2 separate regions of the Mustela erminea genome follow, and region 1 is linked to region 2. The links are chromatin contacts, called in public Hi-C maps. All regions are on one chromosome and are shown on one strand. The core of a region is the stretch at or near the end of the contact, and the rest is flanking DNA. Distances in the headings are between cores, read along the strand shown. Region 1 holds the start of ANKH (progressive ankylosis protein homolog). Region 2 overlaps LOC116587056 (a long non-coding RNA gene).

What was found. Hi-C and Micro-C count contacts between places; a contact is called where the count stands out from the background.
Region 1: a Hi-C map of fibroblasts shows a contact between it and region 2, with 3 times the contacts expected there. The contact joins the promoter of ANKH here to the enhancer-like site in region 2. A contact is called at or near these places in 2 of 3 Hi-C or Micro-C datasets (fibroblasts and skeletal muscle).

Annotation. Positions count from the first base shown.
Region 1 is chr3:152,572,413-152,579,560 of mMusErm1.Pri, reverse strand. It overlaps ANKH (progressive ankylosis protein homolog), which reads right to left and starts at 4,180. Exons shown (of 13, transcript XM_032337734.1): 1 at 3,686-4,180. The coding sequence starts at 3,781. It overlaps LOC116587059 (a long non-coding RNA gene), which reads left to right and starts at 4,409. Exons shown (of 4, transcript XR_004284284.1): 1 at 4,409-7,148.
Region 2 is chr3:152,469,413-152,476,256 of mMusErm1.Pri, reverse strand. LOC116587056 (a long non-coding RNA gene) reads left to right here. Exons shown (of 3, transcript XR_004284283.1): 2 at 564-730; 3 at 827-1,197. Among named protein-coding and RNA genes, the nearest start is that of ANKH, 100 kb to the left of the region's middle. Within about 2 kb of position 4,781, the one cell type or tissue checked has open chromatin away from gene starts, as enhancers often do. A contact at or near this core is called in fibroblasts, where this site is marked.

The DNA of each region.
Region 1 (7,148 bases), core at 2,931-5,430, 100 kb before region 2:
CTCCTGTGAACCTCTTGGTCACAATCCCTTTGTTCCTCAGAACCCTTTTTATGACTGTCTTACACCATGAAATTCAAAATTTGACTGCTAAGATTAAGTTTAAGCCCAGGCTGGGAACCAGAAAAGCCAGAAACTTATTCCTAAATTTCTAACAACCCCCCGGGGGGATTTCAGCAGCAGGGGGGCGGGGGGGGGGGGCTGACTGGAGGAGGTGGGGAGCAGGAAGGCCAAGGGCCAGGCAGATGTGGGCTCCAGTCTTGGCTCCTCCCCATAATACCTGCGTGATCTTGCACAAGTGACTCTACTTGCCCCAAATCTCTCAGTCTTTCCACACTTTGTAACATGTGCTAGAAGCACATACCAACTAGTCAGTAAATGGAAACAACTAATAATTTTGATTTTCAATCTGTAAAAAATAGAGATAAAATGATAATTCTAGATTATCATAAAGTGTACTAAGCACCCACAGGGTTCTACAAACACGATTTTACTTTCTGCGATAATGGACTGATTCTCATTGTTTCCTAGGGTGTTTTCATTTACTATTAAAAAGCAGGTTATTCTAGGTCAAGCAGCTTTTCTCCCCCATGTAGGATGTACTCCTCCCTCACAACCCCCCCAAATTACTGCCACCACCAAAATTTAAAATGTGATAACAGGTTTTGCTAACCTTGTTAGAACACTCCATAATATTTGGGTTTCCTCCCTGACTGAGCCATAAAATTATAGGGAAATCTATCTACAACCGAATGTTCATACATCAGGAGGCTTTGGATGAATCACTGCAGGCTTCTTCCTAGCCAGCCCCTCCCCCTCACGCACCGACAGCTCTGAGATAATTTATGAATATGTAATACCTTTACACAATCGCATATGTGCTGTTTATTCAAATTTCAGTGGAATGCTGCATATAGCTGGATTTCCATTTTAAAAGTTCTATCCACATTTTGTTTACAGAAACAGCAAACTGAGACCTTTATAACCATAAAAAAACCCCTCATCTTACATTATCTTTTGTTCCTGACAAGTCAGAGACTTAACAGCTAATGAGATGTTTTATTTTTTTAATTTTGCATTTCTTGTTCATCTCTAGGACATGTGACCCAAGGGCTGCTTTGACCTTTGACCCCTGTGCTCCTGTTACCCCTCTACTGGAGGATGAGTCAATTTTTGAAATATGAAGTCTTGTTCACTCAAGGCAAGGTATAACACACCTGCACACTCCGAAAGAATGGTGGAGATCTACATGCATCCATCTGTCTCGAACATGATTAAAAACCCACATCAAGAGCAAAGTATTTTCTGAGGTCTAATGCAGACCACTTTTGCAGATAGGTTCATTTTCCTCCTCTCTGTTGTGTTTTAAGGCGGTTGGGGTAAAATGCACTTCTATTCTTACCCACAGGTGCCTGGGTCACTCTTCAATTCCTACAGTAATTCTTCTCCTTCAGCTTAAGAAAACGTAAGTTCTGTTCCTCTACCCTTGCACAATTTTGCAAAACAATTATCATCTGATACCAGGTGGCAAAAGAAGGTTTTTGGAAACCTATCATTCCCTCCCCCCCAACTACTCTGACAGACTATCTCCACAACCAGGCAGCCTGTAACCTCATAAACACACCGGCACTTAAGGGATAAGGGCCTCAGACAACACTTGCTGATAAGACATTTGTGCAAAGAGACAACTCTTCCAATACTTTCCGGACGTCGGCTTTGATAATCAGGTTAGCAACATTTTAAGGATGCGTCTGCATTATTAGACCCACTAAGATAAACCGAATGTGTGACTGTTTCTCATGTCTAGTCTCCCTTTTGGGACCTCAGGAGATCTTTTCCCTTACACTAAAATCAAATGCTTAGTTATATCTGCCTGGCACTAAATCAAGACAAATGTGAGGCAGTAGTATGGTATGTTTCAGGTCATTTAATTACGACAAAGAATACTCTCACCTCCACCAGTTATCCCCTATAATTTTCTTTCTCTTATTCCCTCCCTCTCTTGCTCTCACATACACGCTCACTGTCTCTGTTTCTCTCTCTCTCTCTCTCTCTCTCTCTCTCACTCACACACACACACACACACACACACGCTATGACAGCTCAGGGAGAAGGGATCAGGTGAACAGCTCCGGCTTTCTGACCTTTGGGATCACTCCAAGAAAATAAGCCTTAAATAGTAGAAGGTGCAGGTGAGCTTACAGCACTGGACTCATCTAAAATGTGCAGGGCAGTGTAGTAAATTCAGTCCTAGAACCTTTCCACAGATTATACAAAACACCTAAAGTCCCCAGTGCTATGAGAGAAGAGAAGGTGGGCAGAAAGGAGGCGGAGCAGCAGAGATGCCCTGGGGAGACCCTAGGGAGCAAAGTGGCAACAGAAAAAATATAATAGTTCACCGGAGGTCACCGGAGGAAATTAGTTTGCTTACTAGGCAAAGGTCTCTAGACACTATACCTTTGTGAACATTTCTGGGCCAGAAAATTTGAAGTACAAGTAGCTTACAATGGGGGCCAAGCATTAGTGAGCTTACAGAGTTGAATCAAGCAAAAGTTCTGAGTACAGAGAGACAAATCCAAGCAGATACTCATCCGACAGAGCAGTCAAACAGACCCCCTTCTGAAAGGGGGTATTTTAAAAAACAAAAAGTGCACCAACACAGGTGCATTTTTTTATACATATATTCCTTGAAGTCTCTCGATTTTAAGTCAAAGAAATAAGATAGTACAATACCGGGAGTGAGGCTCATCACTGGCTGGGGCCAGTCCCCACACCTGCCTCCTTGACAGGAGGCAAGCCACTGACTCCCACCCCCCATCCTCTCCCTGGCCTTCAAACGCAGCTGCAACCCGCTGGAGGCTCTGCGAAAAAGGTTCCCACAGGCAAAGTGTAGAGTACCAGTGCCCCACTGTTGGGAGAGTCTGCAGCGCTGGGGATTTGCAATGACGCCACATGGAGAGAAACGGGGAGGGGGTGGGGGGGCATGAAAAAGAAACAAGGACGAGAAGGCAACAAACAAAAATGCACCCCCCTGCTTTAGTGGTCCAAAAGGGAAAAAAAAGGTGTGGGGGAGAGAGAAACCCCAAATTAGAGATGGTCAACGGTTGGCTTATCAGGACACATTTGGGTACCCTTAATCCATACCTGGGCAAAAAAAAAAAAAAGAAAGAAGAAAAGAAAAGAAAGAAGAAAATTAGAAGTACCTGGGAAATGAACTTGGACACGTTCTAATACAAAATCTCCCCATCATCGCCATCACCATCACCACCAACACCGCGTAAATAAAAACCAAGCACTTGAGCTATTAGCAACTACATTCTACTTACAGACCTGACGTTTACATAATAACAAATTACATAATACTCCTGCTGTGCACTAAAAACCCTTCTATAGGTGAAGCTCTAAACCCTCTGGTCTTTTAACATTTTCCAGAGAAAGCTGGAAAAGTCGGCTGAATAACTGGGGGGAGGGGGAGATGGAGTGCTGGAAAAGTCATCCTTGACAAGCTGCAAGCCCCACCAAATGCTCCCGGATAAAAAGGGACTCGGAGCAGGTGACTCCCCGCGGCTTTCATCCCCTGGCGCCCGGGTGTCTAAGGCCAAGGCAGAGCGAGCCCGGCGCGGGGCGCAGGGCGCGGGGTTCAGGGCGGAACTGCCCGGGCCGGGCGAGGGGCGCGGCCGGGGCTTACCTGCTCCCCGAAGTCGATGGCTATGTTGGTGATGCCCAGGGGCACCAGGAACCGGATCAGGGGCCAGTAGTGCGTGAGCGCCGGGAATTTCACCATAGTCCCCGCCGTGGGCTGACCCCACACACATCTGCCGCCGCGAGGGGACTCTGCCGGGAGGCGCGGGGCGAGTGGGCCGAGCGGGGGCGCGGGCGGACGGAGGCCGCGTCCGGCGGGGCCTCGGGGCGGCGGCGGCGGCTCCTCCTCGCGGCTGCGGCGCCCTCTCCAAGCGCGGCTGCTCTAGCAGGAGATCCGCAAGCTCAAGTCCATCCCTGCTGCCCTCCCACACAACAAAGATCTGCCGGGAAAAAAAAGAGGAGGGACAGCGGCGGCGGCGGCGGCAGCAGAAGGTTCTGCTGACAGCGGCTCCATTATAAGCGCTCTGGGGCCCGGAAATAAATAAATAACCGCGCGCACGAGGCGCCGCCGCCGCCGCCGCCGCCGTGCGGAGGAAATCAGGGGCGGGCGCGGAGGCGCGGACACCGCCGGCGGCCCCGGGGGCGGGCGGGCGGCGGGCTGGGGAGGGGCCGGGCCGGCCGGGCGGGCGGCGCCCTCCTTTCCTCCGCCGCCGCCTGCGCTCGGCGCGGCCGCGGGGGGCGCTGCGCACGCACAGGCCGCGGGGCCGCCGCCGCCTCCGCGGCTCCCGAGGCCGCGCGGGCTGGGACTCGCTGCGGTGCCCGGGCCGGCCGCGGAGCGGCGGGAGGGCGCCGCGGGGAGCTGAGGGCCGGGGGCGCCGAACCGCTGGAGGCCTCGGGGACGCCCGGGTTCAGGCAACCGGGCCCTGTCGCCCGCCCCGCGGGGCCCGGGTCCGGCGTCCCCTCGCCGTCCCGGGAGCGACCGGGGCGTGTGCGAGCCTGGCAGCCGGGGGACGTGAGCGCGGACGCGCGGGGCGGGATCCAGGCGCGCGGGGCTGCGAAGGAGCGGGAGCCCCCGGCTGTCCCCGGCGAGCGCCGCGCGCACTCCGTCCCCCGGGGGCCGCCTCGGGCGGGCGGAGACGGACCGAGGACGCCCCTCCCGGGCTGGGGCTGGGGCTGGGGGGCCTGCTTCGGGCCCACCTGGGAACGGGGGGCCGGGAGAGAGAGGGAGAGACGCTCCGGAAGGCGGGGGAGGGGGGAGCGCAGAGACAGAGCAACGGTCGCAGCGAAGGGGGCATCGCTCTCGGGGTGTCCCAGGGGAAAAGGCGCCGAGGGCCGCGGGGACCGCTCCCTGCACCCGCCCAGGCCGGGCCCGCCGTCCTTGGGGAGCGCTGGGACCTGCCTCCCGCCGTTTGCTAACGTGAGCCCAGATCCTCCCCAGTGCACCGCCGTTTTAAACCCACCGCAAACTCGAAAAGTCTGTCTCTTTTAGATAAACAAGGGGAAAGAAGAAAGAAAACACGGTTTTTTATTATACGGTGCCCCAGTGACTTCAGGGCAAAGACTAGCCGTGCCGAGGGTTTTCCCTAAAACTTAAGGCGAGCTTGACAGCCAAGCCAGCATCCGTGTGCGCCAGGGCACGAGGACAGCGGGTGGAGGCCCCGGGAGGGAGGAGTGCCGCATGCAGGCAGGGCTTCGTGGGAAACCTCTGTCCCTTCGGCTAAATGTTGTCCTGAACCAAAAACTGCTCGCAGAAAATAGTTTATTAAAAGGAAGCGGGGGAAAGCGCCTCCTGTGCAGGGTCGGCTTCACGGGCTTATGACCCGTGTCGCCGCAGCGAAAGTCCCAGCGTTTGGAAGACTTGTATTGGTTTATCCGACACTGTTGCCCTCTTGAAATTTCTAATTTTGGAAAGAGAGCCCATCCTGCTCAGATGATTTTACACTCCCCCCCCCCACATCGCATGATTCTTTTAAAGTTTAATTAGCATAATGAATTAAAGTAATCTATTGTTAAAAGCCCTAAAGTAATTTTGCAGCTAGGAATGAACCCATTACCTCACATGTAGCTTTGTAAAGCTGGTGCTCATAGCAAGCTAGACACCTCAACTTTCTGGTTTCAGGCATTTCACAATGTATTTGTAAGGATCAAATGTTTTCCATATTTTATGCCGTTTAAGAGACCTTTTAAAATTCCACACGGTCCACACAAGGCCTTGAGAAAGAGGAAGATAATTCACCCTGTAGCTCTGATGTAACCTCAAATGACATTCCCTATAATTAAAATGAAAATTTGGTAATTATTTATTGTGTTACCTGGTGTCAAGTAATATTTTCTAAAAGACTTCCCAGAAAAACAGGAAGTACTTGTGACAGGACTCTTCTCTATGACAAGTTCCCAAAAGGTGTGTTTTAATATAGTCAAATCTTATTTAATATATACCAAGAGAGCTTGTTATTTAAAGGAATTCTCTGGGAAGGAGTTCTTTTCTAAAGCAAATATCACCTTACGGTTACTCTAGGTTTCCCTGGGCTCGTTTTACTCAAAGCAATCTAATTACAGTGACCTTTGTCTGGAATGTGGGGTTGATGAGGTCTTCGATCAATACTCATCAAGTCCAGTTTGCTTTGGCTGGTCTCTGGACAAGGACCCGCCACGTCGCTGCCGGTGCTGCTGCTGGCCCATGTACACACACAGCTTCCATCTTCCGGAGGAATGGTGAGAAAGTTCCAGTGAATCAATGAAAGGCCGCCATCCTCGTTTGAGTATTCTGAAAGTGTATTTCTCCAATGAGTGATTGAATAGTGTCATCTTTGATTACGGCAAAGAGCACTTTTTAGATTGGAGAGGCCTCCAAATTTAATTCACATAGTGGCAATATGGAAGTTAAGGGGACATCTGATTATTTTTTTCTGTCAAAGACTCAAAGTCAGAGAACTGATTTCAAAGGGGGGTTTTGGGCCTCTCTTTTGCTTCCTCTTTTTAACTTGGTTGTTGTTTGAAAAGATAAGTCCAGAGAAACAAGTGATGATAATGAATGGGGAGTTTTCTAAATTACACAGAACCCAGAAGAGATCACAAAGTCATTTACACTGGATTCAGAGGGTTATCTTTCAAAGGGTACAGCTTTGTCTTCAATTTATAGCGTTTTTGATCAAAGGACATTGCAAGATTTATAGACTCTAAAAGTGTGAGGAAAGAATATATACATAGAAGAAAATGCTGGAAGAAAATGCTGCACTATTAACTGTGTTTAGGTACAGTTGCATAGTATTATTAATTTCTTTTTATACTTTTCTATATTTAACATAATGGCCATATAGCAGCTTATTAAAAAAAAGTTTTAAAACATATTTATGAAATGTCACCAGAAGTACAAGTGGACATTAATAATCAGAGCATGGGAAAAGTTACTCTTCACGGAAACAATTTTATAAACGACCAGCTATATGCCATTGTGTTGGTGTTTAAAATTATTAAAATTATTAACTCCAATTTTTGAAGAAAAAGTTACATGTGTGCCTCATTTCTTTTTTTTCTGGAATTGGTCTCAAATGATTATGCACAAGTTA
Region 2 (6,844 bases), core at 3,532-6,031:
GCTGATGGCTTGACCCGAGTTATGATATCAAAAGACAGCTATTTCAGTTATCTCATATCTAAAATAAAGCAGCTGGAAGACAATCCCAGCCTTTTTTCTCAGGGTAGTGCATGGGCTAATGTAAGCAGCACTGTTGAGCCCTTGTGTCAGAAGTAGAATAATAGGCGGCATTTAGAAAAAAAATACCATGGCGCCTGCCAGTCCTTAGACACTTTTTTTTTTTTTTTAAATTGTGAAATTTATGTGAAAAGCAGTGCGGCGGGCTGTAATATATTAGCACCATCTAGTGGTGATGGCCAGGGCAGCTCCCCGCCCCCCCGCCCGCCACACCCCTCCTCATCTCCATCAAACAAATTAAGGCCAAGCAAGGAACTCTGTAGTCTTCTATCTCAATTTGTGCCAATTTCCACGAGAAAGTGAAAGGTGATGCACAAGTGGAGTGAAAAGATAGAGAAGTGTGCAAACCTAGTGTAATGTTAGTAATAACAATCACGAGTAACGTTTAAGCACTAACTGCTTAATAAGTTTGTAATAAATGCTTTTTTTTTTTGAGAGAGAGAGAGAGAGAGACAGCGTGCAGGAGGAGGGGCAGAGGGAGTGGGAGAGAGCATCTCAAGCTGATAATTCGGATCTGAGTGTGGAGCTCGACCGGGGGCTCGACTTACCAACCCTGAGATCACGACCTGAGCCGAAATGAAGAGTTGGACACTTAACTGACTGAGCCACCCAGGTGCGCCTGTACTAGATGCTTATTCTATAATCATCTTATTCAATCTTCACAAGACTCTATGAGGTAAATATTATTCTTGTTATTCCCAATTTACAGGGCCAAAAACAGGCATGGGGAGCTTCAGTAACTGGCCCGGATTCGACCTCTGGTGTAGAGGACAAAAAACGGACATTGAATTTTCAGACCTTGTCATATTGGTGCCATCAGATGTCCCTGTGACAGGATACTGCAGGTCGGTGCAGCTCAGGCGTTTTCCCAGGCGGAGAAAGCATCCAGTGGGGAAGCAGTGGGGCATACGGATTGAGAATGGGCGCTCCGGAGTCAGACTAGAACTGCGTTCCAGCCGCAGGCCAGCCAATCCCATGTCCTGGGGCCAGGTACAGTAGCCTCTCACAACCTGAGCTGCTGCTTCTGTAAAATGGTAGAATGAAGGCCTTACTCACGGGGGCGTTGGCGGTGTTGGGTGAGATGTGTGTGTAGAGTCCGGGTCGTGGAAGCTGTCGAAGGGCACTTACTAGATTTCCGTTTAAAAAAAAAAAAAAAAAAAGACATTGTAGATTTCGACTTGAACTGCCTTGAAGGCTGAACTCACACAGTGTTTGGACTTCTCCACCTCCTTCCAAGGGTATCAGAGCACCCATTCTGTGGGTGGAAAGAACCGTAAACAATGAATCTTGGAACACTGGAAAAATAAAATAAAAAAAAAAAGAAGGCTTTCTTTTAGAGTTCAATAGCAAATCTGGGATAGAACGGAAAGTAGCGTAATTTCATTCCTAATCTGTCCCTTATTGTGGAAAGAGGGAGTGGCTCCTTCCTACCACATGGAGTTGCTGCCGTTGGCAAGTTCGTTCACACATGGAGTCCGGACAGGTTCATACAGTGGGCAAGTAGCTCTTCCAGCCTGTATGGCGACGGCGGGTCATGAAGATTCGGGAACGACTTCTTTTCTCCTCTCAGGGCAACCCTCTAGCCCTTGCAGGAGGTACCCGGTTTTCATGATCTTTTCTCGGGGCACCGCAGGTGATCGCCATGGGATGGTGGAGAAATCTCTCCCCTTGGAGCTCTTTCTTCTCTGTCCATGGCCTCCTGTCTGCTTGTTCAGTGCAGTCTGAGGAGGTGGCAGGAGGGGACGGCCGAAGGCAGAACTTCGATCTGGATGATATAAGACAGGACGTCAGTGTAACGGGAGGGCGTTGGCCCTCATGGCCTTGTTTAGAAGAAAATCTGATTCTTCCCACTGTCCAGGATCAGCTGGGAGAGCATGACTCCTTTGAGCTTTGCTGGACATGACCACGGCCCTGTTCCTGTTTTATTTTTGGCTTCTTTCCACAGCTTTGTGCAACTTGAATGTACAGAGGGACTTGTGTTAATATCCTCGTGTCATATCACCTCTAACACACTGCCTGCCCAGCAGTCAGAGATGGTCTTATGAACACTGGTCATGGGGGATAACGTCCCTTCCTTGTCTAAAGCCATCCAGTGGCTTCCCATTGCTCTTACTAAAAAGTGCAGAATCTGCAACTTGACTTACGAGGGCCACGGGTGGGCTCGATGCAGCGGACTTCTCCACTCACCTTCAGCTCCGTCTCCGACCCCTCCCAGCCTCCTCCTGACACGGCGGACACTTTGGTTCCAGTGTGCACTAAGCTCTCCAGACCTCAGGGTCTCTATCTATTTTATTCCCTCTGCTGGGATGAGCCTCTACGGACTCACTCCCATTTATCCCTAGACTCGTGTTCCCAAGTTTTGCTGTGCATTAGAATTACCTTGGGGGCTTTAAAAGAATCTTGATTCCCACACTTTACCCCAAACTGGTTCCATCAGAATCTCCAGAAGTGAAACCCAGGAAAAAGTTTTTTTTTTTTTTGAAGCTCTCCTGGTGCTTTCAATGTATAGACAAGCTTGAAAGCCAGTTCTAAGATTAGTAGGTGCCTAATTTCTAATTTTCCCGCCTAGTTTGGGATTCCTTCCTTATGCGTTCTCATAGTCCTCCATACGTTCCCACATGTGTTGGTTGCCTCTCCTACTAGACTATAAGCTCCATGAGCTATAAGTGTCCATTGTGTGCACTTGCCTCTTCCTGGGGTGTGGCACAGAGCCTGGCATTCAGGGGGTGTCTGATCAATAACCGGGGAAAGCAGGAAAGCTGGCATGTGGGTTTATTAGTTTTCCTACCACTTAAAGTTGGTCCTCCTCAAAGGCTAGAAAGCCGCAGCTTGCTGGGACTCAGGCACCCGTGCCCACATGGTGAGTCAATGAAACAGGTGTTAAGAAGAGGAGGGCTTCCTGCTGGGAGGCAACCATACTTCTATCACCTGGGGAGTGTTTCCTTGCCTTGGGGAACGTATCTACTGCTGGGCCATGGCAAAGACCAGGATTATCAAGGATTACATTTGATCGTTGGGCAACCCTCCCACAAAGATATTGGCCTACTAACTTATTTTTAATTAATTGTCTTCAACAGTGAACATTTGCCAAGAAAAACATTCTCAACCCTCAATAGTCAAAGGATATTCCGATCTGACTCTTGCTCAAGTTGATAGCATATTTCTTGATGAATAGTCACGGGTATGGGCAATACATTAAAAATAAGTTAATAGAGTGACTTATTTGCACAAAAGCAGCTGATTGGGATCAATATCACCCTAGAATATCCTTACAGGGACCCCGGGTAGGCTTGGTGTACGACCCCCAGGACGCTATCTTGAAGGACAGCTTAGCGGTGTGCTCAAAAGGATAAAAAAATTAAGATGCTTTTTCATGTAAAATGCACTGATCAATTAAAGATAATGATAGGACGATCCTGACCTCCATCTCAATGGTTTGCATTTTCTTTTCTGCATCCACTTTTACAGACTTGTTGCATTGTATCACAAACACGGAAAATGATCTTACTGAAAGGAAATGTAAGCAGTAGTCATATTGAATGACTTGACATCCCAACTAGCATCTACCAGAAGATTCTGCAGCTGACCCCTTCTGCAGCTCCACATGATTCATTTTGTGCTAACGTCTCCCAGTCTCCACCCTTAGAATGAAAGTAATAAAATTTGCCTTTAATTAAAGTCTCTAAAGTTGGGTCCAATGGAAAAATGAAATACTTGAGGATATGACTTAGCCTGTGCTAGGAATTTTATAGGCAGTTCACCAAGGATTTTTTTTCCAAGTGATTTGCACGATAGGCAGAATGTATTTTAAGCTGAACGCCCTGAACTGGAAACCGCGCACAATAACCTGTCCCAAAAGCAATTATCGCATCAGGACACACCCGTTGGGATTCAACACTCCTATTTAAAGTCTGTCCAAACACCACAGCCCACATGTATAATGGCTTTGGCAGAAGGGTGAGAACCAGCATCTGCCAGAATCTTATTTAACGGAGCAGGAAATGGATGTTTTCCGAACCAAACTTTTAAAAGTCGAGAAATACCTATTTGGTGAACAGGATTTATGGTTTCATTCCCATGAGAAGAAGAAGAAGTAAAAGAAAATGGACAGAATGTAATTCCATGAAGACATCACAGCCCTGGAGCCCATTTTCTAATGGGAACGGAGGGTGTTTGTGGAGCTGGCTGAGAAGTAATCTGCTCTAAACACAAGGTTTTTCTACCCGTGCAAAAATATTTTAATCTCTGAGATTTCGAGTATAAGATTCAGTTCCGGCTTTGCCCTTCCCAGGACGTCTTTGCTAGTACCTCCTCTTCTGTCCTCTGGGTTAGAAGCGCCGCCCCCCGACCCCCTGCCCACCTCCTTCCAGGCCACATACTCATCAATGGCTTTCCGTGTTGTTTGGGATTGCCCTCCTGTCTGTTAGATGATGGCTGTGGATACTGTTCTGCTCATCCTTATTCCTGCCGGACCTAGGGATTGCTGTATCAGTGAATAAAGGAACAAAGATCACCATTGCTATCGTAGGCTTGGTACAGTGTAGGTGGTGACACTTGGAACCCAGGCAAATAAAGCTAGTCATGGGCCACTCTTGTTTGCACATGACTAACTTGTACCTCCGTCTTGCATCATCTGAAGGCTGAGTGTTCTGCATGTCAGGAAGCACTGTGGTTCCATTTAGTCCGTGTGTTTTGGCCCTGGTGGATTCTGGTAGTTGCCTGCTGCAGTGATGTGGGTAGGCAGGCAGGGAGGGAGGGAGCGAGCGAAGCCCGAAGAAATTTCTCAACAATCAAAGCCTGTCTTCTTCAAGGACTTTTCTTTCCTTACTGTTAAAAGAAAATACTACTTTAACACATCTTTCCCTGAATCACCTTCTAAGAGGAGAGAACATAGAAAATCATTTAGAAAAGGTGGTCAAGAATTATTCAGGATAATTCTAGGGGAAAAGCTGCCTTGGCTCGAGGCCCTCGCCTTTGGTGTTCTGTGGAAGATACATTTCAGAGGTCTCAGAGTTGAGGGTGGAAGGTTCAGACTGGCCAGGTATATTGGCAGGTTTGTTAGGGGATTCTGGGTGACAGGCAAGAACTTGACCTCATAATCAAAGGTGGTTTGATGAGGGGCAGAAGAACGGGGTAGAATACTGAAAAGCTATGGAGTGAACTTGAGAAAGGAGATCATAGTTAAAATAAAAAAGCAACAAAGATGATTTCATCTCTTGAGCAAAGGAAATGTGATGTGTAATTTTTTTCCTCAGGAAAGATCAAATTAGCTAGAAAATGTGGCTGGTTTACATTATAATGGTGTGTTAAAATTATTCTGATTCTTAAAACACTAAAGTTTTATGAGAGAGAGTACCTTTACTTAAAACTGTTGCTCCTCCCAATTATACGGAAATAGGTGATGTTATGTAACTCCGAGGAAATGCCCATTCCAACCAAGAAGAGAGCCCATCATCTACATGGGTGGCTGAAGTCTGCTCAGCTTTATCTGTGGTGATTCCGTTCCTGTGACCTCAGAGCCCAAAACATCAACTTTTGTAACTCTCTGCCCCTCTGTTTGTATTTACTTTCTAGAACTCTGTAATATTTACAGAGGGGGTCAATGAGTCTGAGTAACTGAAATGAAATTGCTTGTTCATAAAAAGGTACCTTTTGTGTAGAAATGAAACATAAAAGTCATTTCATGTTATCTTGCTGACGATAAAGCGTAAGTTAACTTCTGTGCTCAAACAAGAGTTCAGTTTTTACAAATTTTATTTTTGTGAGGTCTTTTCACCAATCAACCAGTGAAGGATAGGACAAAATATTACCCAAATCAGCAGGCTTTATCGAGGATACAAATCCTGTGTTCGGAATGTGAGATTTCCTTATAGAAAAGTTGCTAGGGGGACGCCTGGGTGGCTCAGTGGGTTAAGCCACTGTCTTCGGCTCAGGTCATGATCCCAGGGTCCTGGGATCGAGCCCCAAATCAGGCTCTCTGCTCAGCAGGGAGCCTGCTTCCTCCTCTCTCTCTGCCTGCCTCTCTGCCTGCTTGTCATCTCTCTCTGTCAAATAAATAAATAAAATCTTTAAAAAAAAAAAAAAAGAAAGAAAGAAAAGTTGCTAGGGCAATAGCAGGGAAAGGTATCTAGCTATCTGGCCAGAAGACACATGAAAAGATCACTTATCATCAGAGAAATGCAAATCAAAACCACAAAGAAGTATCACCTTATTCCTGTCCAAATGGCTAAAATCAAAACCCAAGATACAGCTAGTGTTGGCGAGGATGTGGAGAAGAGGAACCCTTGCGCACTGTTGGTGGGAATGCAGACTGGTGCAGCCACTCTGGGAAACAGTATGGAGGATCCTCAGAAAATGAAAAATAGAGCTACCCTATGATCAAGCAATTGCACTACTGGGTATTTACCCAAAAGATTAAAAAACAACAACAACAAAAAAACCCACTAATTTAAAGGGATACATGCACCCCTATGTGTATAGTAGCATTATTTACAATAGGCAAGGTATGGAAGCAACCCAAGGGTCCGTTGATAGATTAATGGATAAAGAAGTGGAAAGTAAATACAATGGAATATTACTCAGCCATCAAAAGAATGAAATCTTGCCATTTGCAACAACATGAATGGGGCTGGAGAGTATAATGATAAACAAAATAAGTTAGTCAGTAAAAGACAAATACCATAGGACTTCACTCAGAAGTAGAATTTAGGAAACAAAACGCATGAAC